2 separate regions of the Mus musculus genome follow, and region 2 is linked to region 1. The links are chromatin contacts, called in public HiChIP or PLAC-seq maps. All regions are on one chromosome and are shown on one strand. The core of a region is the stretch at or near the end of the contact, and the rest is flanking DNA. Distances in the headings are between cores, read along the strand shown. Region 1 holds the start of Pla2g12a (phospholipase A2, group XIIA). Region 2 overlaps Col25a1 (collagen, type XXV, alpha 1).

Region 1 (3,031 bases), core at 338-2,837:
AAATGAAGTCACAGATGAGGTTCTCAGGCAGCTTTCCAAAGGCCTTGCAGCTTGAGGGGCCAGCCACACACAGGATGGAGAGCAGCTCCGTGTCCTGGTACCCATAGTGCATCAGAGAAAAGGACAAGCTGGGTGTGGCCTCGTGCCCAAGACTTGAAACCACTGAAGAATTAAAGTTGAAATGGGAGGCAGGGAGGAAGAGGCAGGGGAGGGTGGAGGGCTGACATGAGATATGGAAGACAGGAGATCCCAGACTGTTCCAAGGGAGACTGAAGAAGACAGAAGCCACCTTGGGGAAGGAGAATGCCCCTGGTTCTAGATGGGTCAAGGAAAGAAAATACAGTGTCTGGGGACAAAACTGATGACGACAGGGTACCAGGGAGGGGGATCTGAGTCTGTGGCAATGGTGAGATTTTATTTTAATTATGAGGTGACTGCTGTGGCCATGGATGGCAGATCATAAAGAGAAGTGAGGAACTGAATCCGGTTTAACCAGTCGTGTTATTGCATCCGTGTGCAATAGACGAGAAAAGGTGCCAAAGAATCTGGCATTTGAGAACGTAATCCCCAGAGAGAGACACGCGGCAACCCGTGTCCTCAGAGCACAGGTTATTGTTAAGGTAAAAGACATACATTCAGCAAGATGTAAATGTGTAAAGAAATAGAAAAGAGAGAGGCTTGGCGCCAAGATCCTAGCACTTGAGAGGATAGTGTGTTCAAGGCAAGTTGGAGGGCAGCCTGGGCTACAGGCCAAGACTCTGTCTCAGAAAAATTAACTGAGGGCTGGTCCCAGGTAACCTTACCGCATTTGTCCCGCTTCGGAAGACACACTCCTGCCTCCCTTTCCTCTGCCTAGTCGGTGATTAGCTTTTTCTCTACAGTATTTAGAATTTTAAGGAGGGATAACTGCCAACTTCTCCTTCCTTAGAATTAGAAGCAATGGAGGAAGTGCTCTGGCAGATTGAGCAGAGTTCCATCTTCAACAATCCTCCAGACCATGCTGCGCTGCTAGGACTGCGGCTGATCATAGGGTTCCCACAAGAACCCAGGAGGCAAATCCAGGCTTGGTAGGGTGCAAGGCCAGCCCGTGTTCAAACAGTTTTCTACGCTGGACCCCAGGCCTTGTCCAGTAAAGGCTGGGACTGCGGAGCCCAAGGGAGGCTGTGCTACTGGAGTCGTTCTAAATTATGGTGTCTCGGTAAACAGGAGAGCTTTGTAAAACAAGCAAGCAAACAAACCTCACTAGGAGCTGGGAGGCGGTGGCGCACGCCTTTAATCCCAGCAGGCGGATCTCTTGAGTTCGAGGCCAACCTGGTCTAGGTGAGTTCCAGGACAGCCAGGGCTACACAGAGACCCAGTCTTGAAAAACAATACAAAAAACAAACAAAACAAAACAAAACCAATTCACTGTGGTGTTGAACCAAAGCAATGACTATGTCTAGGGCATTGGCAAGGCGTTTTTAAGACTCCATAGAGGCAGGACCGTAAGCTACGGGAGCGTTCCGGAGACCACGTGGGCAATGAGGCTCCCACGCTCGGGCGCATGCGCACTGTGGGCAGCGGCGCGCGTGCCCGGGCGGGCCCACCGTTCGGCGCAGCTCAGTGACGGGGCGCGAGCTCGCGAGCGCGGAGGAGGCCGGGGGCCTGAGCCGGAGCCGGAGCGCGCGCCGCTGCCCAGCCCCGCCGCGCCGGCCCCGCAGATGGTGACTCCGCGGCCCGCGCCCGCCCGGAGCCCCGCGCTCCTCCTCCTCCTGCTGCTGGCCACTGCGCGTGGGCAGGAACAGGACCAGACCACCGACTGGAGGGCCACCCTCAAGACCATCCGCAACGGCATCCACAAGATAGACACGTACCTCAACGCCGCGCTGGACCTGCTGGGCGGGGAGGACGGGCTCTGCCAGTACAAGTGCAGCGACGGTGAGCCGCGACAAGGGGGCGCGGGGTGGCAGGGGGTTGGAGGCGGGACAGTCCCCGGAGGCTGGGGGGTTGGGGGGAAATGCGAGAATCCGAGCCAGGCAAGTGGATGGGGACGGGTATGAAGCGAGAAAATAAAGGGACTGGTGCCAGGCAGGGGGATGTGTGTGTGTGGAGTGTGGAACAGGTAGATGAACAAGTGTGGAGCAGGTGGATGGGGCACAAGTGGGGGGCTAGAAGATGGAGGGGTACGTGTGGGGCAGGTTGTGGGGCGGGGGACACTTGCGGAGCAGGGGGGCGGGGACAGGGAAGCGGGATGGAAGGACGAGTGCGGGACAGGGGGATTAGGGGAACAGACGCCAGACAGGCATTGACTGCGTCCTCGGGTGTGGAAAGAATGAGCAGCGCTTGGAGCGTGCTGTCCTTGGGATTGAGCAAGCTGGGAACAAATGTGAGAGGTCACCTGAGTGCGCGCTCTGCACTCTGCTCTCCTTTGCATCTGAGCTTCTCGCCCTCTCTCCCCGCCATTGCACAAAGTTGCCTAAGAACTTTCTGATGTACGGGGCGGGGTGGGGGTGGGGGGCGGGAAAGGTGGGAGGGAAGTGGGACAGACTGAGTTTAGCACGTGCGGTCATGCACAGGCGCGCGCACACACATCATGTAATTGGTTCAGCTAAACATAGAAAGCCAAACGACAATTTAAAAGCCATCAGTTGGTGTTAAGTGCCATTTTGTTTGTTTACCTGCAAAGCTAGGTAAAATAAATTGTGGCTTTTGTATAGATTTCTGATGTACTTGGTTTTTGAGGGAGGTATACTGCATTGAAAAAGTTCCCTAACTTCTGGAAAACAATCTAAGACTTGCAGTTTTGTCTTGATTTGATTTTTGAGACAGGGTCTCAGGTAGCCCATGCTGGCATTGAAGTTGGTATGTAGCTGAGACTGACCTTAAACTCCTGTTCCTTGGCCACCCAGGTTTTGGATGACAGACACAAGCCATCTTGTCCGCCTTGTAGCTTTCTTGGGTATCACTGGCCTCTCTTCCTTATTCTCTGTCAATATTAGAGTTTGTCTGCTCATTCCTTTCATTGTTTTTAAACATTCTGTTTGAATCTGAG
Region 2 (2,903 bases), core at 237-2,736, 720 kb after region 1:
GTGACACCACTCAGAGCTTGGAGTCACCATGAGTCTGCGGCACTTTAAAATAGTTTTGCTCTTCAGAAAGGCATAAATGTTACGGCAACAACATAATATTCATGTTGTTAGCTCTTGAGATGGAAAACCTGATATAATATGAATAGGGCAAGAGACTCAGAAACTGTCCTTATAAATATTGATCTTTCTATGAACTAGATACTATATTCTACATAAGATTAAGCATCTCATGGATCTAGCATATTCTTCAAAGAACTCAACCATTGAGCATTGGTATTGCTTAGCACGCCCCCCCTCCCCAAAGCACACATGAACTCCAATCACCACATTGTGGAGCTCCCATCCTCAAACATAAATGAATTAGTGAGAGAAATGAAATGATCTCAGATTTCTTAGATGGCCAATTTAGATATCTCAAATATTCAAGTAATTTTTTATTGATGTTGTAAATAAAGCCAATAGGTGGCTTCTGGTTAGTCCTATTTAGGCTACTAAGATAAACACTTTTGTGGAATTTAATGTTTTATTAGCATTACTAGTTGTACATAATGGGTCCATTATGACATCTTCATATATGTATATAATACATTTTGGTCACATTCACCCAGCCACCACTGATCTTCATTTCAACAGTTCCCTTGCTATTTTGATGGTCTACTGAATTTCATTAGGTTGCTCAGAGAAGCGTAGATACAGGATTATTTGAAGGAGTATGGGTACCAGTGGCTGGACTGCTAAGGAAAACATCTGTCCATTAACCATTAACTACATATAGATCCTCCATGATGGGTATTGATAGGTTCATACTCTTTGGTTGGTTGGTTTGGTTTCTTTGTATAGCCCTGGCTGTCCTGCAACTAGCTCTGTAGACCAGGCTGGCCTCGAACTCATAGAGATCAACTTGCCTCTGCTTCCCTAGTGCTGGGATTAAAGGTGTGGACCACCATCTGCCAGCTGGCATGTTCATCCTCACACAGTTTTTCTTGGAAAAAGAAAAACAGTGTTATTAGTGAAAGTATTGCAAGGGGACTCTGGGCTAGTGGGCTGTCAGGGGTTGGGGGGCCAAGACACAGACACTATCTCACTCTCCTCTGCATTTGACTTTACTTGTTGATTTTTCTTTGAGTAAAACTAAAGGCATTCACCGGTCATGGTGGCATATGCCTTTAGTCCCAATACACAGAAGGCAGGCAAAGCTCTGAGAGTTTGAGGCCAGCCAGGTCTACACAGTGAAACACTGTCTCAAACAAACAAACAAACCCTAAAGAAATCTTTTAGGATCTGCTCTATAAAGGAATAGCACAATGCAATCTGCCTCTCGCTCTCAGAGCCAGTGGCAGTTCTGCAAAGACCTTCACAACAGGGTTCTTCAAAATGAGGCACCAGAGACTTGGGGAATGTTTTTGTCCCAGCAGAACTGTCACATGCATGAGAAAGCATAGCAGTCAGGCTCACCTTATCAGCCTGCTAGCTGGGCAAGGCTAGCCTTAGGAGGAACAAACAGGAAATGCGGACGCATGTTACACAGGAAGGTGTTGGTCAATGGCACCTTTCAGCTTAGACCCTTTGGTCTTTCAGTTGATCATGGCTTTCTGCTTTCTCAGAACAGTGACTAAGACAATCCTTTATCCAAAAGTTCCTAGTCTCAGAACAGTGACTAAGACAATCCTTTATCTAAAAGTTCCTAGTTGACAATGGAAAATTGTGGGTGGGAACTAAGGAGAGAATTATGGTTAAACTGGAGTTTTTAAACTTTAATCTGGGAGACATTGAAAAAAGATCAAATCAGCTTGCTGACTTAAAAAAAGGAAAACTACAAGGTTCTTCCAGCGTTTGTAAAATAAATGTTAATTTGGAGTTGTTAGCAAAGAACTACTAACACCACGTGTCTTTTGTTGTTGTTGTCTGTTTTTTCTGCAGTGATGAATCTAACCTTCCGAGCATGAAGTTGTGTATATAATGGTCCACCTTTTATATTTATAGTTGAGAAACTGAAGTGCAGATTTCGCAAGTGTGAGATCAGCTCACCCGACACACTGCTTCTCCCTGTCCACAGTAGCACCCTTATCTATCTTTCCTCACGTCTGAAGTTAGGCAGTTTACGGAAGTGAGGAACCCGCAGGAAGTATAGCGTCTCTATTTTATGTGAACATATGTATGTGTTTATATGGACATCAGTGATAGAGATCAGTTGATTGCTTTTGCTGTCTTCTTACTTGGGGCTTGTTAATTGCATGGACAAAAAGTGCCATGAAATAGTTTACATGAAATTGTGACCAAATATGGACTCAAAGCTATGAATACGCGGCACACATTTCCCGGTAGCATTCATTCATGCCTACACCACCTACTGAAACTGACTAAAACCAGCATGACCGTGTGCCAAACCTGCTTGTGCAAATGCAGATGCTTGCTTGCATGCTGCCTAGTGAGGTCTGTGCCTACATCTGAGCTCCTGTTCCTTTTGTCATCTCAAGGGGGTTACACCGTGGCTTATTGCCAAAAAGAGATAAGCTGACGGAGAGTGTGCACACACACAGTTGGTCTTATATTTTGAGGGAGTTGCAGTCCCGACTGCAGATCCACACAGTTCCTGATCTTGTGCGCTCATGTGACCACCTTGGTTGAAATACCAAAGGGTTAGGCTGATGGCTGCCTCTAGTTTTCCTTGGGCGACGCTTGGTGGTGAAGATGCGGGACGAGGACCGGTTCAGCACTCCTGCACTGTCTTCCATGTGACCAAGTTGGAAGAAGGTTTACAAACGCTAACACCCAGAACGGCAGAAATTGGTTTATTTTTACGTGATCTGATCTGACTCCCCCCGGGAGAAAGTCAGGGGTATGCAGCAGTGTTTTGGAGACAGCAGAGCCTTGGAATGGAAGCCCCTGTCAGTGCAGATTGA

Evidence for each region. HiChIP or PLAC-seq counts read pairs in DNA pulled down with a chosen protein or histone mark.
Region 2: an H3K27ac HiChIP or PLAC-seq map of acute myeloid leukemia shows a contact between it and region 1, with 4 times the contacts expected there. The contact joins the enhancer-like site here to the promoter of Pla2g12a in region 1.

The regions. Positions count from the first base shown.
Region 1 is chr3:129,877,019-129,880,049 of GRCm38.p6, forward strand. Pla2g12a (phospholipase A2, group XIIA) reads left to right here and starts at 1,588. Exons shown (of 4, transcript NM_023196.4): 1 at 1,588-1,917. The coding sequence starts at 1,701.
Region 2 is chr3:130,593,180-130,596,082 of GRCm38.p6, forward strand. Col25a1 (collagen, type XXV, alpha 1) reads left to right here. Exons shown (of 38, transcript NM_029838.4): 38 at 1,921-2,903. The coding sequence ends at 1,923. Among named protein-coding and RNA genes, the nearest start is that of Etnppl, 23 kb to the right of the region's middle. Within about 2 kb of position 1,487, at least 5 of the 459 cell types and tissues checked have an H3K27ac peak or open chromatin away from gene starts, as enhancers often do. A contact at or near this core is called in acute myeloid leukemia, where this site is marked.